Linked DNA regions of Mus musculus: region 2 is linked to region 1. A link is a contact called in public HiChIP or PLAC-seq data. All regions are on one chromosome and are shown on one strand. Each heading gives the region's core, a stretch centred on a gene start, on an enhancer-like site or on the middle of the called end of the contact. The rest is flanking DNA. Distances are from core to core; before and after follow the strand shown. Region 1 overlaps Nup210 (nucleoporin 210). Region 2 holds the start of Nup210 (nucleoporin 210).

What was found. HiChIP or PLAC-seq counts read pairs in DNA pulled down with a chosen protein or histone mark.
Region 2: an HNF4G HiChIP or PLAC-seq map of pancreatic cancer cells shows a contact between it and region 1. The contact joins the promoter of Nup210 here to the enhancer-like site in region 1. A contact is called at or near these places in 4 of 115 datasets of contacts at active chromatin or transcription factors (the SCID.adh cell line, embryonic stem cells and pancreatic cancer cells) and 3 of 9 other capture datasets (adipose tissue, liver and pancreatic islet).

The regions. Positions count from the first base shown.
Region 1 is chr6:91,011,589-91,016,156 of GRCm38.p6, forward strand. Nup210 (nucleoporin 210) reads right to left here. Exons shown (of 40, transcript NM_018815.2): 38 at 4,398-4,493; 39 at 4,236-4,319; 40 at 1,479-2,908. The coding sequence ends at 2,811. Among named protein-coding and RNA genes, the nearest start is that of Gm38860, 3.9 kb to the left of the region's middle. Within about 2 kb of position 2,788, at least 39 of the 459 cell types and tissues checked have an H3K27ac peak or open chromatin away from gene starts, as enhancers often do. A contact at or near this core is called in pancreatic cancer cells, where this site is marked.
Region 2 is chr6:91,114,858-91,119,425 of GRCm38.p6, forward strand. It overlaps Nup210 (nucleoporin 210), which reads right to left and starts at 1,969. Exons shown (of 40, transcript NM_018815.2): 1 at 1,761-1,969. The coding sequence starts at 1,927. It overlaps Gm30364 (a long non-coding RNA gene), which reads left to right and starts at 2,364. Exons shown (of 4, transcript XR_003956467.1): 1 at 2,364-3,328.

The DNA of each region.
Region 1 (4,568 bases), core at 1,538-4,037:
AAACAGGTGAGCACGCAGACAAAGAGCAACAAACACTTGGAGGGTTAATTTTTGTTCAAACAAGAATTTTAGAGAAAAATACCTCTTTGCAATTCTGTACTCTTGGTGCTAAAAGCATCTCCTAGCACCTTCAGGCAGTGAGAGCTGCTCTGCTGGCTTTGGAATCCAGTGGAGCCGTGTGGGTCCCTCCAGGCTGTCAGCATGCCCGGTCAGGTTTGCTAGTACAGAGATCTGGCTGTGTTCCCCCAACGTGCTTTGAAAGGCTGCTGGCCCCTGGAGAAAGGGAGTTTAATGGCCAGCTCTTATCAGGACCCCAGTGTTCCAGGTGGAGAGAGGGAGGAAGCCCAGTGCCCCAGAACAAAGGTGGCTGGTGGACACTGCAATCCTTTTGCTTCATCTGGGAGGAGCCAGTGATCAGCTTCATGGCATCTAGAGGCACCCAAGATATGACCATTCATTGCACTCACTAGCCACAGGATAGAAGTGGCTCAGACCTTAGTGATGGAGATGGTGAATTTGCCTCTTGAGCCCTGAGAAGAATGCCTTCAGTCATTAGGAGACAGGAGTTTCGTTCTGTTCTAGACCCTGCCATGTCTGGATGTGATATCCTTGCTCCCTGGATCCTGGTAGCTATCTTTTGTTTCAGAGAGGTCTTACCTGAGGGCAACACCAACACCGTGTACCAGGCAGGCATGCGTACAGTAGGTACAATACCAATCACACTCAGCAATCTGATAATGCTGTCTAGATCTTCTCGGGTACAGTGTCCCAAGGAGCTATGAGAATGACACCCGTCACCACTCACTCACACGGAGGTCCGATTTGGGAAGTGAAGTGGTGGCCATTTGGTGTTCTCAGCATGGGCAGTGCTGTGGAAGCAGGTCCCCGAGACTGAGGAGCCCCTACTCCCATCTCCTCCCACTTCCAATGTGGCATGAGGCAGGGAAAGAGGGAGAGAAAAAAGCACAGGGAGACAAGGGCATAGAGCAGGGCCCAGCGGAATCCTGTTTCCTGTGGATGGTGTGACAGGGCAGGTCCCATGAGGAATGTGACAGGACTAGTGCTGGCTAGGGTGGGGCCCATGAGGGCTCTGAGAAGGCAAGCCAGACCAAGGGCGTGTGGTGGGGGAGAGGGGCAGAGAACTGGTCCTTTGAGGTGTTCAAGATCTTGGGAGTATAGCTGAGGGAGGGGGAGTAGGGGGAGGACAGAGAAAGGCCATTTTAAGGGGAAATACAAACATTTTAGATGACAATGAAGGAAGGAGAAGGCAGAATGACAGGTGCCTGAGAGGACTGGCAGGAAGAGGAGGGAAGGGAGACTGTGCGGTACTACTGCAGACAAGGTCCTGCTCCTGCCCCTGCCTTCAGGGTAGGGAGACCCCATGGCCAGGGAGGAGGTAAGGGCACCATTGGTGCTTACAGGCCATCAGTCATAGTAAACACCCAGGCAGAGTCAGTACCCCCAAGAACCACCGCATCCTTAAGAAACTACACAGAACTTTATTAAACAAATGCAGGGAAGACTCCATTAACAGCTCTCGGGGGAGATTGAGTGGCTGGCTGGGCACAAAGACTCTATCCTCACGTCCAGAAAGTCCATCCTATGGCTCAGCCTCAAAGGATCACACATGACCTTCAAAGGCAAACAACTCTTGGTGACGTGGTGCCCATACACGTCCACTTGGAGGTGAGTCTCTGGCTCATTCTGACAGCACCACAGCACCTGGACCTGAAACAGAGGCCATGACCCTGAGCTTGGACGTGAAGATGCGTCGTATTCCCAAGGCATCCTCTTCGCTCCTGGGCTAGCGAGGCGAGTGCTGGTGGCAGAGGAGGGGGAGAGGAGGGCCAATAGGGTGGCTCAGATCCACTGAGGTACTGCATTCTGTGTCCTCCAAGGCAGATGAGCAGATGACCCTGGGTCTCTCTGCTCCACAAGTCACAGCAGCATCTCAGAACAAACCCAGAGATCAGAAGATCCCTGCCAGTGGCTGCAGGGCAGGGCCGATGATGCTGTGGCTATTCCCAAGCTGCCTCAGGGAGAGCGAGAGGTACTCCAACCCTGGTGACAGAAGCCCTTCTGCTGAAACAAGACCGAAGTCCTCCCGGGGCTCTGAAGGGAGGGCCACTCTGCTGAGGCTCAGTAACTATCACAGTAAGAAGGCTCAGTCAGCACAGGGCTCTGGGCATGGTGTCCCCTAGGGGACATCCACATCTGCTTGTCCCCCACATTTCCTAGCAGCAGTAGGATAAGGAGAAGAGTGAGTTTTCATGAAAAAAAAAACAAAAAACAAAAAACAACAACAACAATAACAAAAAAAACCCACAATAAAGGGCTGGTGTGCACATGTGCCAATGGACAAGCAATTGCCAAGCAGGTATGAAACCCTGGGTTCTATTCCAAGCACCACAAAAACCCCAGGAGTCATGAGAAAATCCTTTCCCTGAGATCACTACAGTGACATTATCTGTAGATGATGTAGAAACAGCTTCCAATACTCAAAAGCCATGAACAGGGAAGCGAGCTTCCTCGAGCAGAACAAATACAAGATTAAGCAGCACCCCCAAACCCTGCACACCACATGAGAAGGAGGGAACCAGGAAGCCCTGACCCTCAAGACTGGGAAAGAGATTTAAAAGCAAACAAATTAAAATCCCTTGCTTGTGTGAATCAGGCAGTGATTCAGCACGGCCAGGGCAGTGAGGATGGCCTAGGGCCCAGGCGTGGTTTCACCCCGGTGTGAAAATGACAGTGACCCTTCTGTCCAGGTGTCAGTTCAGCTGTGTAGTAATACCAGCCCTGCACATTGCCTAGTGAGAGGCATAGGCTGGGCTCCAGAGCCCCGAGGGAGGGCTGGCTTTGCGACCAGAAGGCAGTGTGTTGAAAGCAGCCGGAGATGAGGCAAGATCTGGGGAGGAAAGGGACGTGAGCATGAAGGAATAAATAGCCAATATCCCCACTATACTCCTCAGTGTGTGCCCATGGCATGCCAGGGGCTTATACCTAGGACAGCAGAAACTGACAGGGGCAGGGGAGGCACGGGAAAGTACACTGCCCAACCTGTGCTTCTGTACCCAGCAGCCTTCTGTCTCCAATGAATACCTTATGAGCTAGACTGGGCTAATCCTGTGGAGGGTGTGGATGAGATTTACTGGGATGTGTAGGGTTCATAAATATTTATATCCACTTAGCCTGGAACATGACCTCTGACCTTCCTGAGCTCAGTCAGTAGTCTGGGGTGGGTCACATGACACATCCTGTTATCTCTCCACGGAGCCAAGAGGATGGAAGAACCAGACTCTTGAGCACAATGCTATTGTAACAAGGACCTGGAGGCAAGTGAAAGGAACTTTGTCACTAAGACCCTATGGTAACTTCAACAAACACTGGGAGGAAGAGTCAGAAAGGACTGTAGCAGAATAGCTGTGCATCAAGCCAAAGCCATGAGGACAGCTACCACCCAGCATGCTAGGATACTCAGGAGTCCTGCCTTGAAGACCAGAGACAACAGGAAGAGGCTTTGATAACAGGGTGTGTGTGCGTGCGTGTGCGTGTGCGTGTGTGCGTGCGTGCGTGCGTGCGTGCGTGTGTGTGTGTGTGTGTGTGTGTGTGTGTGTGTGTGTGTGTGTGTGTGTGGGTGTGCGTGCACTTCTGGCCATAAAGCTGTCCTCTAACACTAAGATGAGCAAACACTAGCTCAAGGGCCTCTTACACAAGCCAAATGGGAGTCAGGAGACAAAGGGCTACTGGGCACTGCACAATTCCAGAAGACTCTTAGAGAAAGGTACCCCAGGAACTGTAGAGGGTGACTAAGACCTTAGGTCATCACAGACAAATAGATTACTGAAAGGAGTGGGCTTTCCTATCTTTCTCTGTGGGAGTATCTCTCATGAGGACAGTGTAGAGTCTCCATCCTCCCATCCCAACCTGACCTCTCAGTGGTAGCCCTGCCTGTCTTTTCTGGAATTCCCCTGCTCAGACAACACTGTCTCTACCAACTCCTCCCATCCCACAGCCTGCTGGGGATGGATGCCTCTGAGGAGTCAAGACTAATATCTGAGTCTGTGTGACACTCTTGTCCCCTGGCACATCTGTCCCTGGGGCTCAGCTCTAACTGTCTCTTTTGCTCTGACACAAGCTGTGAAATCTAGGGTTCGGGGCCTGGATCCCACCCTTCCCCAGGAGATGACTCTAGTGGAGGCGCTCTAGGCTATGCCTGTGGCCGAGGTACTCACAGTGGGGGCTGTGCTGAGGGCTGGCACGGGGCGTGAGGGCCAGGGGTGAAGCAAGTTCCCGGGGTGCACAGACTGTATGGTAGGCTGCAAGAATAGAGGCTGGTGAGAGTGAGTAGGGTGAGAGGGTGCGGGGTGGAGAAAGGGGTATGAGGTTGGCCTCACCTATAATGGTGACTGCTGTCCCAGCCAGCAGAGCAAAAAAGGTGAAGAACATGACTTGATAGGAGTCCAGGAAGTGTGACAGGAGGCTGGCTCCATCTGCAACAGGACAAAGACAGACATCAAAATGCCAGAGCCATAGCTGGGTCCCCTGAGGGCCTGTGCCACTAGACA
Region 2 (4,568 bases), core at 719-3,218, 100 kb after region 1:
AGGCCATCTCCTCCAGGGAGAGATGACTGCAGGTGTGAGTCTTAGCTATCTGCCAACTCTCAAAGCCTCCAGGATTCTCAAAACTAAAGCAACGAGTGACTGTATTCAGAATAACATTTCTGATCTATGCTTGACTGACAGACCAGCTTCCGGTTGAGTAAGGGGGAAACTGCAACCAAACACCTTCAAAGAAGACACTTTTCAACCACACCTTAGGATGAAAGCCACCAGACACTAAACAATCCAGAGGGTACTTGGCATGCGTCTGAGGTATCTGAGCTTTTGAATGTCTTTCCCAGTCCTCCTACTGAGAATATAAAAATCTGCCAAGACCCATCAGCAACTCTCAGGAAAGTGCAGTTAGAGAGGAAGTAAAGACAGAAAATGTTATTCTAGGAAGAAACATACAGAACTTCCTAGGAAGCAGCACACAAATACACGCCAGGAGATTGATTCCCTTGGAGCCAGCTGTTTTAAATAGTCAGCTTCCTCTCTCTGGCCCATCTATCAAGCAGACAACTTCAACAATGGAGTGAGCATGTATCCCTCCAGAGTATTAACAGCTGACCTCCTCACTCAAAACAAAGCCCCAGAGAAGAATAAACACTTCCCCTTGGGTAAAGCATTTACTCCAAACTGCAATGGAAAGACTCTGCCTCTTCATACTCCAGAGGCCAACCTAAAGACACTCCAGACTGACCTCAAAGCGGCACTACTGCCTCAGCCTCCCTAGTGAAGTAATTATAGAGGTACAGTGCCACCCCCTATGAGGCAGACTTTTAAAACAAATTAAATTTGAGAACTACATATAGCAGAATGTGGCTCTGAGCTCTGGGCATCATATAGAACATTAACACACACACACCTAGCTAGTTAAGCCTTAGCCTAGATCAGTGGTTCTCAACCTTCCTAATGCTGTAAGCCTTTACTACAATTCCTCTGTTGTTGAACTGTACTAAAACCATAAAATTATTTTGTTGTTACTTCATAACTGTAATGTTGCTACTGTTGGAATCATAATGTGAATATCTGACAGGAGGCCCCAAACTGGGTTTTAACCCACAGGTTGAGAACCAATGACCTAAACACATTCTTAAGGAGGCTGGCAGCAAAATGTAGCCTGAGAGAAGGAAGGGACTATGTCGCACTAGTGAGGGTGTGGGTCAAGGGTGTGACCTGATCACACCCTACTCAGCCTGCACCCAGCAACGAGAAGTTCTCCCTTCATCTGCCTAGCCAAAGGCTGGACCGCAACACCCTGCTGGAAGCCAGGTCATCAAGGCAGACCCTACTCCACCAGCATCTAATTCCTTTGCCTCCCACTTCTGAGCTGGAAAATGGTCCTTTCATCCAAGATTTAATGACTCTCCCTAAGTGGCTTAACGGGTGTGGTGTGTCTCCCACAGACTCCTTGCCCAGGTCTCTACAGACACTCTTCTCACACCAGTCAGGCGCCAGGGGTGAGTCCCACCTCCCCCGTCTCCCACAGACTCCAGAGCGTGGCTGCTCAAGCTGGAGCTCCTCAGGGCCCTGACAGCTGGGGACCGAGGCCACGTGCGGCGCTGCCCTCCATGGCCCGCGATCACAGCCTCCTCTTCCCGCGCAGCCCAGACGCGAGTGGCCCAGGCGCCATGCGCAGAGAGAGAGCGCGCGCGCCGCGGGGTCACGCGGGGCCGGCTGGAGCGAGCACGCCACGCACCTGCGGCCCAAGCCCCCTCCCGCGCGCACCTGCCGCCTCCCGCCGGGCCCGCGCGCCTCACCAGCGGTAGCAGCCCTCAGAAGCTTCCAGAGTGAAGTTCACGCGCGTGGCCCGCGTGAAGGGCAGCAGCACCTTGGGAATGTTAAGCTTGGCGGCCGCGGCGGGACCCACTACCTGCAGCAACAGCAGCGCCCAGAGCGCCGGCTGCACTAGTGAGGCCCGCGCCATCCTCCCGGCCTCGCTAGCGCCCGGGCGCGCGCTCCCGCGCCCTCCACCGGCGCGCGCTGGGTAGCAGGTGGCCGCGTGGGGCGGGGCGAGCGCAGTGATGGGCGGGACCGGCGGGAAAGCGGAGAGCACGCGCCTGGTGCTGAGCCCCTAGAGCGCGCCGAATCCTGCGAGCTTTTTCAGCCCCGGAGCCCGTAGCGCGTGGCCTAAGGCCTCTGCCGCGCGCCCGTCTCTGGTGGCAGCCTTCCAGCAGGCTCGCTCTTGTTCATTCCGCCTTGTCTGGAGCCTCTGGCGGTGGAGCCAGGACATAGCACTAAGACAGGCGCCCTAGGACAGTGTGGAGCGCTCACTGATTAACACCCCCCCCCCCGCCCCCTTTCCAAAGCCACACTTCCCCAGGGGCCAAGAAGGTCTTGAGATATTCCGGGATCAATCCATCAGCAGGACAACACTGGGAACTTCCTGTTAAACAGCCCCATGGATGCTCCAAGGGAAATATCCGAAAGGTTAGTGAGGGAACAACACGTCCCTGAAAGTAGACGGTGCAACCTGACTTCAGCTGCACTAGGACCTGGATCGACCAGCGGGATCTGGAAGAAAAGTGACAGGCTGATGTCATGCATAAACAAAGACTTGAAGCTGAATTTCAGGCCGGCTGGGGAAGCCTCCTGGAGGAGAAACTCTCTGGAATGGATACTAAGGTCTCGCTGGGTTTCTGAGAGGCCACCATTCCTAGTCTATGTAGTTTTTGTTTGTCAGTTTGACACCAACTAGTGTCTTCTGGGGAGAGCAGCCTTAATTGGGAAAATACCCCCATCAGATTGGCCTGTAGACCTGTTTATGGAGCATTTTCTTAACTGATGATTGATGAGGGAGGGCCCAGATCACTGTGGGCTGTGCCACCTCTGTAAAGGAGGTTCTGAAGTGTTAAGAGAGCAAGCTGAGCAAACCATACGGAACAAGCCAGTAAGTTGTCTTCCTCCGTGGCGCTGGCTTCAGGTCCTGCCCTGGTTGAGTGCCTGGCTTCCCTCAATGATCCAGTGTGGCTGGGATAAGGAAGCCGAATAAACCCTTTCCTTCCTAACTCGCTTTTGCCTTGGGACATTTGGATACAAGGAGGGACATTTGGAGGGCACCCTCAGGCCCTAAGGACCCTGGACCAGGAATGGGGGTGAGAGGAGCTACCCAGAAGAGGACAAGTCTTCCAGGCTGGGTACCACGTGCTACAGGAGGAGGGAAAGTTCCACCATCCTCTTCCAGGAAATAAAAGAAAAGCAACGCTCCTCCAGGGTGTCTGTGCAAACTCTTCCTGCGCGTTCTTGGTGATGCTTCATTGTTTTTAGTTTCCAGCGCTGGAGATCACACACCCGGCTTCACTCCTGAGCCTTTCATGCTTTTAACCAGGTACTAGGATCAGGTGGCTAAAATTAAAGAGGTTCGAAGGAATTCACAGTGACAGATCCATTCTTCATCCAGGACCTGCTATGGGCAGCCAGTGTCTTCCACATAGGATGCATTAGTAAGTTTGAGAGTGCCTGGATCCCATGGCAGGCAGGTAACCAAGATACATAAAACAGACCTGGTAGGACACAAGGAGACTGTAGTCTTTAGACCATTATGATCACAGGACCCTTTGGTTGCAGTTCTCTGGTTATCCAGACGTCAGTAACATATATATATATGTGTGTGTGTGTATGTGTATGTGTGTGTGTGTGTATATATATATGTGTGTGTGTGTGTGTGTGTGTGTGTGTGTGTATGTGTATATATATATATATATATATATACATACATTTATTTATTTGTTTCTTTCTGTTTATCCTCAGAGCCTGAGGGTGCCCTCCAAATGACCCTCCTTCCATCCAACTGTCCCATGACAAAGCAGCTTAGGAAGGCAAGGTTTATTTGGCTTACTTATTTCAACCACACTGGGTCATTGAAGGAAGCCAAATTGGGCACTCAAGCAGGGCAGTGCACACAGAGGTCAGAGGAGAACCTGTGGGAGCTGGTTCTCACTCTCCACTGCAGCAAGGGCTCTTACCCACTAAGCCATCTACCTGGCCTCAGTCATGGATATGTAAGAGAACATCAAGGCTGAAAATGATGATAACATGTTCTATAAAATACATTTATCCCAGAGAAATAAAAATTGATGTTCTCACAACCCTGTGGGTAAGATGATTCATGGGTTAAGCCTAAACTGGCTGCAGCCCAGAAGTCCTTTGATAGATGAGTTCACTGTGGCAGGCTCATAATATGAAATATTATTCAGCAATAAAAAAGAATGGGTTGTTGAATTTTCAGATGGAAAAATATTTAAGGTTACTGGGACTGGAGAGATAGGTTGGCAGTTAAGAGCACCTTTTACTCTTGCAGAGGATCCAGATTTAGTTCCCAGCACCCACAACTGTGAGTTCCAGTGCCAGGGAACCTAGCACTCTCTTCTGCCACAGTAAGTGTGTGAAGGTCAGAGAGCCACTTGCAAAGGCAAGTTTCTCCTGCCACTGTGAGGGTCCTGGGAGTGGTACTGATGATAACAGGCTTGGCAGCAAGCGCCAGTACCCACCGAGCCATCTTGCTGGCCTCTTCACATAGTATTCTTGAGATGATAAAGTACAGGAAGGTCTAATGGAGGGGTGATGAT